Linked DNA regions of Mus musculus: all the other regions are linked to region 4. Evidence: chromatin contacts called from public HiChIP or PLAC-seq and promoter capture Hi-C data. All regions are on one chromosome and are shown on one strand. The core of a region is the stretch at or near the end of the contact, and the rest is flanking DNA. Distances in the headings are between cores, read along the strand shown.

Region 1 (2,852 bases), core at 288-2,787, 2.1 Mb after region 4:
TGACATTTCTAAAGTAGGTAACTTTACTAAAACTCCTGTATTTCCACTACTCCCAGAATAGGACACACACATATGAACTCACAACACACATGAACTCACAACATACAAATTCACAACACACACACAAATGAACTCACAACACACATATGAATTCACAACACACACACAAATGAACTCACAACACACATATGAGTTCACAACACACAACACAAATTTACAACATACATATACACACAAACTCACAATACCCACATTGTAGGAAGCCAACTCTAAGATGGCGCAGGTTTCTGGTGTGCCGTTGTCATAAACAACATCAGCGCAGGTGTAAACCAGAGATTGGCGCCAACCCCTCCCGAGCAGGTGCATGCTAATTAGGCATCGACAGACTGACCAATCCCAGGAGGACACGAAGCCTTTCCCTGTGCTGGGGTGCATATAAGCAGACCTCCCTGGGTTCCCGGGGTCCCCGTAGCAGCATCAAGGTGTTCCTGCAATAAAGGCTGTTGAGAAGAATCCGACCGTGTTGTGTCTTCCTTGCCGGCCGAGGTGGGCGCGACACCACATGAACTCACAGCACACACAGGAACTCACAACACACACTCACAAATGTATGCATCCGCTGGCTGAGCTCTCTTTCCCACACCACAGGCAGCATCTTTCACGTGAGGACGCCGATTCCCATGCCCCTCATCAGCATCTTTCATGTGAGGATGCCCGCTCCCATGCGGTCCATTAGCATCCACACCGTCCTCACCAGCTTGTCAGTTCTCTCTGGCGCTTGGTGCGGTCCATACCAGAGTCACAGCTTTTCTAAATGTGACAGCACCACGGTGAACTCTGGGTCAAAACTGGAGATGCAATTCCCCAGCGTCATCCAACCTCACCTCATGCGCCCCCTACTCCGTGCCCTTTCACCAAATCATCTTAAAGGATTCCTCTGCACACGCCAGTGGAGCCCACCCCTGACGGGCACCCAGCCCCGTCCTCAGCATCACCATCCTGTTCACTTACTTCACGGATGCAGCTAATTGCTCAATCTCGGGGCATAGGTCTACGTCTCCAATCCTTGGGGCGAGTGTTAGGACTGGAAATAGAGATGAGCAGACGCTACCCTGAGAGTTCCGTCGATGCGTGTGCTGTCAATCACCAGAGACTTGCTCCTCAATACTTATTTTATGTATATGGGTGCTTTGCCTGCAGATCTGTCTGTGCACCGTGTGCATGCTGTGCTTGAAGAACCCAGAATGTACCATCGTCCTCAGAACTGGAGTGACAGTCTATTGCCAACCACCAAGCCGGTGCTGGAAAACGAACCTGGGTCCTCTGGAAGAGCGTTGAGTGCTCCTAAACCCTGAGCCGTCTTCCCAGCACCTACCCTAAAGCTGAACCCTAGACAAGCCCAACTGCGCAGGTATGTGAGCCCAGACAGACGCTTCTTTAGAGTGAGAGGGAAAAAGGGAATTGCAGCCTGGATCCTTCCAAGTTCTAAATACGATGCGGCACTTCGTGGATCCATCACGAGGGGGCACCAGAGAGGCGTCCTCGCGCACAATTTGGAGGGACCTGCCTGAAGCCAACCGGGTTATGTTGGACCAAAGCAAAGGGGCAGGGGTGGGGAGAGGCAGAACACGATCCTCTCACTCCCTCCAAAATCAGGCAAATCCATGGTTCGTCCAGTTATAGCAGCAGCAGCCAACTCGTGAGGATCCCTAAAACTTCCTTACTGCATTAAAGCAAACACCAGTGCCGAGCACTTCGCTGCCAGGGTTTCAGTTAAACGATGGATTTTCGAGGGAAATTGAATCCAACTGGCACATTACAATCAACTGCATGCCTTTAAACACAGCGACGTTCCCATCTTAACCCAAAGCAAGAGGCTCCAGGACCACCTTGGGGGCGGGGGCAGATTCCCGCCAAAGTCTGATGCTTCTTGCTCTGTTGGCTCTCTCAGCACTGGACCCTCGCTGCCTAATTGCTAAGCTAGCTTCAGTTCTTCACCGGCAGAGAAATCTAGGACTATCCTACAGATCTCCACCAGGGGGCAGGCAGGGTTCACGTAGTTGTTTGGGAGAAAGGCTTCCCACGCAGCATGCTGTTATCCATCCTACACGGATAAACCCGTAAAAGAAACACTAACTTAGCCTTCTTAGAGACTAGAAATTCCCTTTGTTGTTTGAAAGAAGCCGGGTTCGCATATAACAGGCAGGTCCTGTTATAGCCAATGGAAGCACGTTCTGGTTTGATATGCGCATTTGCTGAGCGGTATTGTATCTCTGGGTGGTCTTCCTCCATCACTGCCGGCAAAAGCCTCCATTTCTTTGTGTGTGTGTGTTTTGGTTTGGTTTTGGTTTTTCGAAACAGGGTTTCTCTGTATAGCTCTGGCTGGCCTGGAACTCACTTTGTAGACCAGGCTGGCCTCGAACTCAGAAATCCACCTGCCTCTGCTTCCCGAGTGCTGGGATTAAAGGCGTGTGCCACCATGCCCGGCTAAGCTTCCATTTCTTACGAGCCCTTTTTCTCTCCTCTCATTTGAAGATAGGGGTATTGGGCACATGCATCGACTGGATAGTTGAAGAGAGATGAATGAAAGATGAGAACAAGGAGTTTTGAAATGCATGATATGGATGCCAGAGAGAGAGAGGGAGAGAGAGCGAGAGAGAGGAAGAGAGAGAGAGGGAGAGAGAGAGAGAGGGCTCCTTTGCGTTGTCAATATCAAAATGGTCAAATGTATTGGAACCCACTTCTTCAGCAAATGCTTAGGGACTTTATTGTGAAGAACACTCAAGAAAACTATTTATAAACACTAGGAAATATGTCTCAAGGGGATGTTTTATGGCTACAGGGTAATTTGA
Region 2 (2,808 bases), core at 70-2,569, 2.1 Mb after region 4:
GGTTGCACAGCTCCCCGTTCTTGCCCACCGTGCAAAGAAACTTCAAACCACGGTCTGGGGGACGAAGGGCTTCACGGAGAGGAGGGCCCTACTGGAGACCCAGTGTATATGGGGCTCGTGTAACAGAGACCCAGTTACACGCAGACAAGAGCAGGGTCAATCACGCAGCCTCAGACCAGTCCCAGACCAGCTGCGTGAGCCGCTGCAGAGGAACACAGCAGTCTCCAGCCCCCTGAGGCTGGCCTACACTGCCAGGTTACAGAGGACCAAGGCTGTCTTGCAGTGAGACACTCTGCAACAATAACCACTAAACCAATCAGGGCTGTGTGCTGATGACCAAAGAAACAGGACAGAGGAAGTGACAATGGCCAGCTTCAGGAATGCTGAGGGGAAGGCATAGGATGGCAGTCCAAACAGAAAGGAGACATCATCTTCCCATATTCAAATCCTCCTCTGGAGACCCTCGGCTTAGTGGGACCTATGGGTCATGATAAATGTGTAAGTATCATGTACACACATACACAAGTACATAAAATAGAAATGTAATGAAAGGATTACAGAAAAAGTCATAAAGACTGCGAATTTGGGCATGACTGATCTCATGACCTTGTAGAGAAAGTAAACCATAAAGGACATTAATGATTTCTAAAATTATTATTTTATGTGCACCGGTGTTTCGCCTGTATGTATTGATGTGTGCACCCCTGACGTCAAGAGAGGCTGGAAGAGGGTATCCGATCTCTTAGAACTGGAAGAGACAGTTCTCTTACAGACAGTTGTAAGCCACCATGTGGGTGCTGGGGATTAAACCTGGGTTTTCTGCAAGATAAACAACCATTCTTAACTGCTTAGCCATCTCTTCAACTCCAACACTAAGGACTTTTAAAAACATAAAATGAAGGCGCCTCCCTCTCCCCCCAGTCTGCAAAATTAATTCCCATACAGACACTCAATCTGACAGATGCCATCGACCAACTCTCGCTGCAAATCAAGACAAGGCGTTTACATCCTCCATACCCCGGCAGGACCCACAGAGACAGGCCATGCGCTAAGCGACAGAAAGCAAGGGTGCCAACAGCTTACAAGGCACACATGGCTGCAAACTTTATCGCCAAACAAACAGGGACCGTGTGCGTGTGGCCGCGTATCAGGGGATCTACTGAACTGGACCAGATTTGTTTGCAGGAAGACAGAGCTAAGCACTTGCTCTTTTGTGGTGCCTCTCCCTGCTCCCTCTGAAATCTCCATGGAACAGCAGAACAAAACAGAGCCTTCCATCTGTGTATAGCACAGAAAGCCACTGACTGGCCAGGCAGATCTGGCGCTGTCCATGCCTGGTGCAAACAATTCCTCCTTTGAACCCGAGTGCCTTAGTCTTACAGGGCCTTGCCTGTGCCCCAGATGCCAGGGAATCTACTTCCTGCAGGAGGTGCATCTGCGCTCGCTGTGGCCCACAGCTTCCTCTTAGCAGCAGACAGATGTGCAAAAAGCTTACTGAAGGGTCTCGGGCTCTCCAATCTGGGCCTGGTCTGAATGGGCTCTAAGGTGCCACTGGCGGATGTCAGTCACCCAGGCTCAGCTCTCTCTAGCCACTTATCGAATAAGCAGCAGTGAATGTCCTGCTAGAGAGCCTGCTGTCTTTACTACAGAAGCGCAGGCTCCTCACTGGGATAGTGCAAGGTGCCTGCTTCACCTCAGTCAGTCAAGGAGTCGTCTAGGGAGGCTGCATCAGAGAGGCATGGCCACCGAAATGAATGCCAGCTCTAATAACACAACTTAAGAGCGACAGACTTTTGAAAGAGTGTGTATGTGTATATGTGTGTGTGTATGTGTGTGTGTCTAAGAAGGTCTTGCTACATAGTCTTGGCTGGTCTAGTTACTACATTACTTAAGACTGTCACCCAAGTGATGGCATGACAGGCTTCTATCACCATTCCTGGCCCTAAACATATGCTTAAAACTTCTGAAAGGAGACCCCCAAATGCTAATGATAATCCTTACAATTTGCATAGAAGTTGATTTTCTGCATAATTACTATGGCAAGTAGCCTTGTTCTGTTGATAAATTTCTTAATCTCTATCCTATGCCGCAATAGTTACTCATTTTGAAGAAGCCACCATCAAAAATAAGCTCTCCTCTCGTTCCTTAGCACACACGACAGAAAAGGGATGTGGCAGTCGAGCATATTAATAACACAATAGATGCGTGTTTAAGATGCTTCTAAGAAACTTAGGCTCTGTACCCCTCCTCCCACACTGATGCTGAGATGCACAGCTGAACGAGGCACACGTGTGCCTTTTAACACACCTTGCCCATGATGCTCGACTGGGGCAGAGTTTTCAGGGGAAGGGGGCAGAGGCAGTCTCTGAGGGCATTTTGCTTGGGATTGGGCAGGCCACTACTGTCTTACAAAGCTTGTAGGGATATATAGAACTTCACACCAAAGAATTACCTGAGCCAAAATATTAAGATGCATACCACAAGGAATCCCGTAAGAACTGAATAGCGGCTTCTTGGAAACTCTATCCAAGCATCCCTTTCCGGTTCTCATAGCTGCCTCCCCTTCACAACACAGATCCTCCCAGAATCACACGCACTGAGGGACCTACCCTTGTGTTCTGTCCCGGCTCCCTTCCTGGTGTGTTCATAAACATGTGCTTGGGAAAGAAGAATGAAGGGAGGAACAGGGGGACTTCGGTCAGAACTATGGACCACAAATGACCACAGACTGGAACTAGGGCTTAGAATACGCTGGAGTGCAGACCTGGGCTTTCAAGGCAATGGGAAGACAAAGTAAGGAGAAAATGT
Region 3 (2,700 bases), core at 46-2,545, 2.3 Mb after region 4:
CCAGATCAGCTAAGAACACCTCCCATTCCACTCTCTTCAAACTAGGAGTTTGTTGCAAAATGGATAGGTAGTTACAAACCTAAGAGCCAGCCATCGCAGTTACCTTTCTTACTATAAAAGTAATTTCATGAAGGATTAGCTAGTAACAAACATATAAGATCCTGGCTCCAATGCATCACCAAATCACTGATGAGATCCGAAATATGCAAAACAGGTATGTCAGCCTCAAAACTTCCTTTGACTTCACACAGCAATCAAAGACCACATACCCAAGAAAGTGTGCTGAAAACAAAAATCAGGATGGGGGGGGGGGGCGGAGCAGGGGGAGTGGGGGTCCGAGTTTATGCTTTGCTAGGATATTGTCTCTTACAAAGACCCCAAACCTGGTGCCACCCTTCAGCCAAACTTCCTCTCTTCACTCTACCCCAAATTCGATTAGGCAATGAATCAGATCAACCAGCTGCGGCAGAAAAACTCACATCAAAAATGAAGTTCCAGATAAACAAACAGTTCTCCCCCTCCCCCTTTCCCCATGCCAAAGGGGCTTTTAGCCCAACTAGCCTAATTGCAAAACTAGTGGGAAAACTCGAGACTTCCAGACCCTCATTCCAGAAGTCCCATCCAGGTGTTGGTCAGGAGCCAAAGCTTCAGAACACCCCCACCCCCACCCAAGGAAACCAGCCCAGCCTAGAATCCCAGCCCTCTCCTTCGCATTCCCTCCACCCACCCTACCCCATACACCGCCTAATCGCCCGAGGCTCACACAGCACGGTGGGTTTCAGGCAGGAAGCATCCCTGGTGGGTGTCAAGATCAATCTCACTGCCTCTTTCCCGTTTCTCTCATACAATGATCCTCGCTTAGGCAAGAGAAACTGATGAAGTTTTCCAGCCTCTTTTCCCGGAGAGTCAGAACCCGCGTGGCAGACTGCTTCTCACAGCACAACTGAGAAGCGCGGCGCTCTGGGTGCAGCATAGAAACTAAGCAGTGCCAGGACTCTGGCCATTCAGTCTCCCAGCCCCAGACCACAGTAAAGAGTTCCGGGGCTCCCACCCATCCTCGGCACAGCCTCACGCAGCAGCTTTCCCCGAGTACCCAGCACCAGAAGACTGCGGGTAGAAAGTGGATTGAATTTTCCGAAGCTCACCCGCTGCTCAGCGAGGCTCACACTCCCGGCCGCCTTTCCATCTCTCCAACTTCCAGTAACTGAAATCAGGAAGCTGTAGCCTTCCCCGCTGCCGGCGAGGGAGTGGGTGTAACTTGTGAAGTTTCGTGCTATGATGAATCTGGTCATTTGGGTGTGTTGGAGAGGGCCCAGGGCGGCGGCGGCGGCGGCGGCTCCTCCTCCTCCACCTCCCTCCTCTCCTCCTCCTCCTCCTCCTCCTCCTCCTCCTCCTCCTCCTCCTCCTCCTCCTCCTCCTCCTCCTCCTCCTCCTCCTCCTCCTCCTCTTCCCTCCCCTCCTCCTCCATCCTCGCCTCCCTCTCCGCCCCTTTCTTCAATTAAATTCTCGCCTTTGGCGTTCCTTTGCCTAGCTGAGGACTCTGCTGGCTGTCGTTCAGTTCCAGCACCCTGCTCCGCCACATCCTTGAGATTTCTCCCTATAGGATCTTAACTATTTTACAAGTGAAACTGAGCTCTCTGTGCAAAGCATAGGCTCTTGTTTGCTGTCACCTGCAGATATCTTGGTATCTCCTAAAGGATAACTACACCTCCTTACCTGCTCCCACAGGAGCGGAACCCTGGATGGTTTGCTAGACAGAGACGTAATTCCTAAACACTTGTTTAAACATAGAAATCGGACAAGGGAGAAAGGAGAAAAACAAAAACAAAACAAAAACCTTTTTAAAACCAGTGCTAACTGCTAACACAGTGCAGAAAATCCTCCAGAAGTTCTCTCTCGCTGGCCCTCTAACACAAAGCGGCCATATGTTTGATTCCCATGAACAACATTTATAGGACAGTTTCTAAAAATTGCAGAGGAAACCCACTAACTTCCTTCTCCCTCACTCCAAAGAGTACTGCTCTCCTGGCTCCACCTTGGTTTCCAAACATTAGTTTCATTAAATAAAACTTCTAATGGCCAGTGATAAAAAGAAGCCTCGGGTGTGGCCGGTCAGAGGAAGGAAGCATCATGATGTAGGAAGGCGGGTATCTGCAGCACAAAGCAGAGAGCTTTTCTGACATGGCTGCAGCAGTCGTGGCTGAGATTGACAGGTGAATAAAGCATTATCACTGTATAAGGTTGTTAGCTGTAGCAAAAGTCAAAGATATTGGAGCTAGAGAGATGGCTCAGAGGTTAAGAGCATCACTGCTCTTCCAGAGGTCCTGAGTTCAAATCCCAGCAACCACATGGTGGCTCACAACCATCTGTAATGAGATCTGATGCCCTCTTCTGGTGTGTCTGAAGACAGCAACAGTGTCCTCATATAAATGAGATAAAGAAGACCCCTGTCCCCACGCAAGGGACTTTCCTCAAATATATGGACCACAAAAATAGAAATGCAATAATCATTAAAGGGATTACAGTGACTCGAACACCAACCGGAATCAGGCAGGCAGGCAGGCAGGAAGCCATTGGTAAGAAAGGGATCTACAGTGTTTGCCAAGCAGACAAGAGGACCTGATCCAAAACATCCAAGCATACTGGCTGGCACTCGCCAGTAGCCCTAGTATTATGAAGACAAGGATTGCTGGCCAGTAG
Region 4 (2,700 bases), core at 146-2,645:
GAGGTAACTGAATGTCCTTAAGTCACAAGAGCTTACGCACTGTACAGATGCAGTCATGTCAATGTTATCACTATTTGGAGACAACCCTCTCCTGGAGCCCTTGCACTGTCTGTGTGTGTTTAAGGAGCACATACATTTTGGGGCTTCCCATTTTTCTACATCTTTCCTCTGGAACTCAAAGCCAGCAACATTATTTCTTCCTACAAGTCCTCCCAGGGCTACTGGCCTCAGGGGTGGTAATTCCTTCCTCATTTTTAATCAGGTTGGCCAGCCCAGTCCTCTCTTTCTCCAGACTGATAAGCCCTGCCACGAGTGCATGCAGCTTTGCGTAAAGACACTGCCTTGAACAACAGCGAACATAATAAAAAATAGAAACGAACAATTGGATTAACACCCCAATAAGTAGCAGAGGATGAAAGCATGACCAGGACTTGAGGGAAGACGTCTGACATGACCAGACACGGATGCGTCCATGTTTCCTGGTAGTGCAGCGTAGAGGGACAACAGGAGGCTGCCAGACAGTACAATATTCCGGATATGAAGCCCAGTACAGCGTGCTTGCCCATTGGTGAATGCAGTCCGTCGTGGCTAGGCAGATAAGAGTGCAGCTTATATTCAGGCAAGTATGAAGGGCGCAAGAATAACTCTCAAAGCAGTATTGGCTGAGCACAAGGAGTAAAGGGATTTGATCGGGGAAGCATGCATATTAATGGGTTATAATGAGCAAAGCACACTCCAGGTTACCTGCCTTGCGGTTTTCGAGGAAGGGCCTCAAGGACACAAACAACTAGAAGGGAAGCTAGTGATCATTCAGAGGGGCAGCAGCCTCCCCCTCTCAGAATCTGCTCCTAAAAGTCCTGCGGAGCTTCAGACAGATGTTGACATACACCCTTTTCAGCAAGTTCAAACACCTGGTTTTTGTGCTCCTACAGGAAAGCAGCCCAGGAGCTTGGCCGAACTGAGCTTCCGAGGTTTGGGGGCGTGGGGCAGAAGACCTTATCTAATCTGTGTGTGGGGGGGGGGGAGGGGGGAGAGGGGCTGTGTGAACAAAAACCCTGGGGGCGTGGAGGCGTCAGCCTTTTTTTTTCCCTGCCTTCAGCAGGTGAGGAAGAGGTGGTCTTCCGTGACGTGTAACCTTGCCACCAAAGGCAGAGATAGGGCGACGCGGTTGGAGGCCTGGCGCTCAGCAATACAATCCACAACGTTACACGGAGCTCGCAGGAGGCGAAATAGAGAGGCTCTTACTAGCGGAGGGCGTGGCCTGGAACGGGGCGTGGCTCCAGGCAGGGCGTGGCCTGGAGCTCGGCAGGGCTTCAGCTACGGGGCGGGGCCCGGGGGCGGAACCGGGGGCGGGGCTTTAGCGCCCCGAGGCGCTGGCGGTGGTGGCGGAGAGGAACGGAGCGCAGGGGAGGAGACGGGCGGCTGTCCGCGCAGAGGGAGTGAGTCACCTGACCGCCGCTTGCCGCCTGCAGTCGGGCCGCGCCGCGTCTCGGCTCCGGTAAGTGGCTCGGGCGGTGCGCGGTGCCGTCCTTCCGTCCTTTCCGGGGGTCACCGGGGCTGGTGGCGGGCGGCCGCGCGGGCCTAGAAGGGGCGGCGGGCTGCGCGCTGTTTACGCGCTGCGCGGACTCTCTGGGCCGGCCGTGCCGGCGCCGCCCTGCACCGCGCTCCGCCGCGGGCCGCGTCCCGCTCCGCCTGCTGCGGGGGCAAGGCCGAGCGGGCCGGGGTTCCGGGACTACCGGGCGCTCCGCGCTTCCCTTTGTTGTTGCTTGGCGCACGTTTGTAATGTGGACTCGCACAGCATAGGCAGAGTGGGTCTCGATGTTAACGACACCAGCTTTTGTGTTCGTGTCCGGTAGGGCCAGGGCCAGCGCGTTTTCGATCTTCTCCGGGACTTTGGTGTCATTTAGTGGAATTGCGCCGATGGCTTTTATGTAGTGAGCTCTCTATGTTCAGCGTGCGCTGAGTCAAGGCAGACGTAGTAGTAATTCTGAAAGAACGCGTGTGGGAAAATCCTGCTCCCCAGACAGGCTTGGAAGAACAAAGACTTTTTTTTTTTTTTTCAGGATGCTGTTCTTTTTCCTTTTGGAGAATTGTAGAGTTGTGACTGCTAGCCTTGGAGGACGATGCCCCTGCTGGGTCTTTGTTTAGGCATTGAGCACTCCTCTCAGCTCACTGGGTTTGCAGGAAAGGCAGTTCAGAAAGATTAAAGGATGACCACTGTAGATTTTTGTTCGTGGCCGAGCTTTTGAGCTCTACAAATATTCAGAGAAATGGGAAGAGGTATGGGTTGGCCTATTCTTCCTGCTCTTGTGGTAGTGGTGCAAGCTCTGGGCTGGGCTTGAAGGCGCTTGCCACTTCTGGCTTTGGACATCGTAAGGGAGTCTAGAGGAAAAAAGGCTCCTGGTGAGTCATCTTGGAGTTGGGTAGCTTTGGAGGAGTGATCGCCTCTTGTTGTTTAACCGTCGGATCTGTCAAGTGGCTTCCCTTTGTTCGCTACGTTGGTTGGATAACAAGGTAGGGTGACTCTTTAAAAGAGTTTGTGTTGCTGAGTCATTCACCCCAGACTGAGAGGTAATTAGGAACAGCTGGTGCAGATACGCGCATCACATGCCTCCACTATAAAAGGCTGAGCTGCACACACGAGGGGTGGCTTCAGGAGGCCGGAGGGGGTCCAGCTGCGGGCTGTGTGTTTTGATCCAG

Evidence for each region. Promoter capture Hi-C pulls out the DNA fragments that hold promoters and counts their contacts. HiChIP or PLAC-seq counts read pairs in DNA pulled down with a chosen protein or histone mark.
Region 1: a contact with region 4 is called in a promoter capture Hi-C map of hippocampal neurons, with 10 times the contacts expected there. The contact joins the enhancer-like site here to the promoter of Bach1 in region 4. A contact is called at or near these places in 3 of 39 promoter capture datasets (cranial neural crest, hippocampal neurons and pre-B cells) and 4 of 115 datasets of contacts at active chromatin or transcription factors (astrocytes, embryonic forebrain, embryonic hindbrain and 1 more).
Region 2: an H3K4me3 HiChIP or PLAC-seq map of forebrain shows a contact between it and region 4, with 11 times the contacts expected there. The contact joins the enhancer-like site here to the promoter of Bach1 in region 4. A contact is called at or near these places in 3 of 39 promoter capture datasets (cranial neural crest, embryonic stem cells and pre-B cells) and 3 of 115 datasets of contacts at active chromatin or transcription factors (forebrain, large pre-B cells and thymic regulatory T cells).
Region 3: a contact with region 4 is called in an H3K27ac HiChIP or PLAC-seq map of embryonic stem cells, with 6 times the contacts expected there. The contact joins the promoter of Tiam1 here to the promoter of Bach1 in region 4. A contact is called at or near these places in 5 of 115 datasets of contacts at active chromatin or transcription factors (embryonic forebrain, embryonic stem cells, forebrain and 1 more).

Annotation. Positions count from the first base shown.
Region 1 is chr16:89,772,469-89,775,320 of GRCm38.p6, forward strand. No RefSeq gene overlaps it. Among named protein-coding and RNA genes, the nearest start is that of Gm52239, 20 kb to the right of the region's middle. Within about 2 kb of position 1,538, at least 66 of the 459 cell types and tissues checked have an H3K27ac peak or open chromatin away from gene starts, as enhancers often do. A contact at or near this core is called in forebrain and hippocampal neurons, where this site is marked.
Region 2 is chr16:89,826,557-89,829,364 of GRCm38.p6, forward strand. All of the region lies in intron 15 of Tiam1 (T cell lymphoma invasion and metastasis 1), which reads right to left. Among named protein-coding and RNA genes, the nearest start is that of Gm52239, 34 kb to the left of the region's middle. Within about 2 kb of position 1,320, at least 37 of the 459 cell types and tissues checked have an H3K27ac peak or open chromatin away from gene starts, as enhancers often do. A contact at or near this core is called in forebrain, where this site is marked.
Region 3 is chr16:89,959,532-89,962,231 of GRCm38.p6, forward strand. Tiam1 (T cell lymphoma invasion and metastasis 1) reads right to left here and starts at 1,296. Exons shown (of 28, transcript NM_009384.3): 1 at 1,146-1,296.
Region 4 is chr16:87,697,559-87,700,258 of GRCm38.p6, forward strand. Bach1 (BTB and CNC homology 1, basic leucine zipper transcription factor 1) reads left to right here and starts at 1,396. Exons shown (of 5, transcript NM_007520.2): 1 at 1,396-1,498.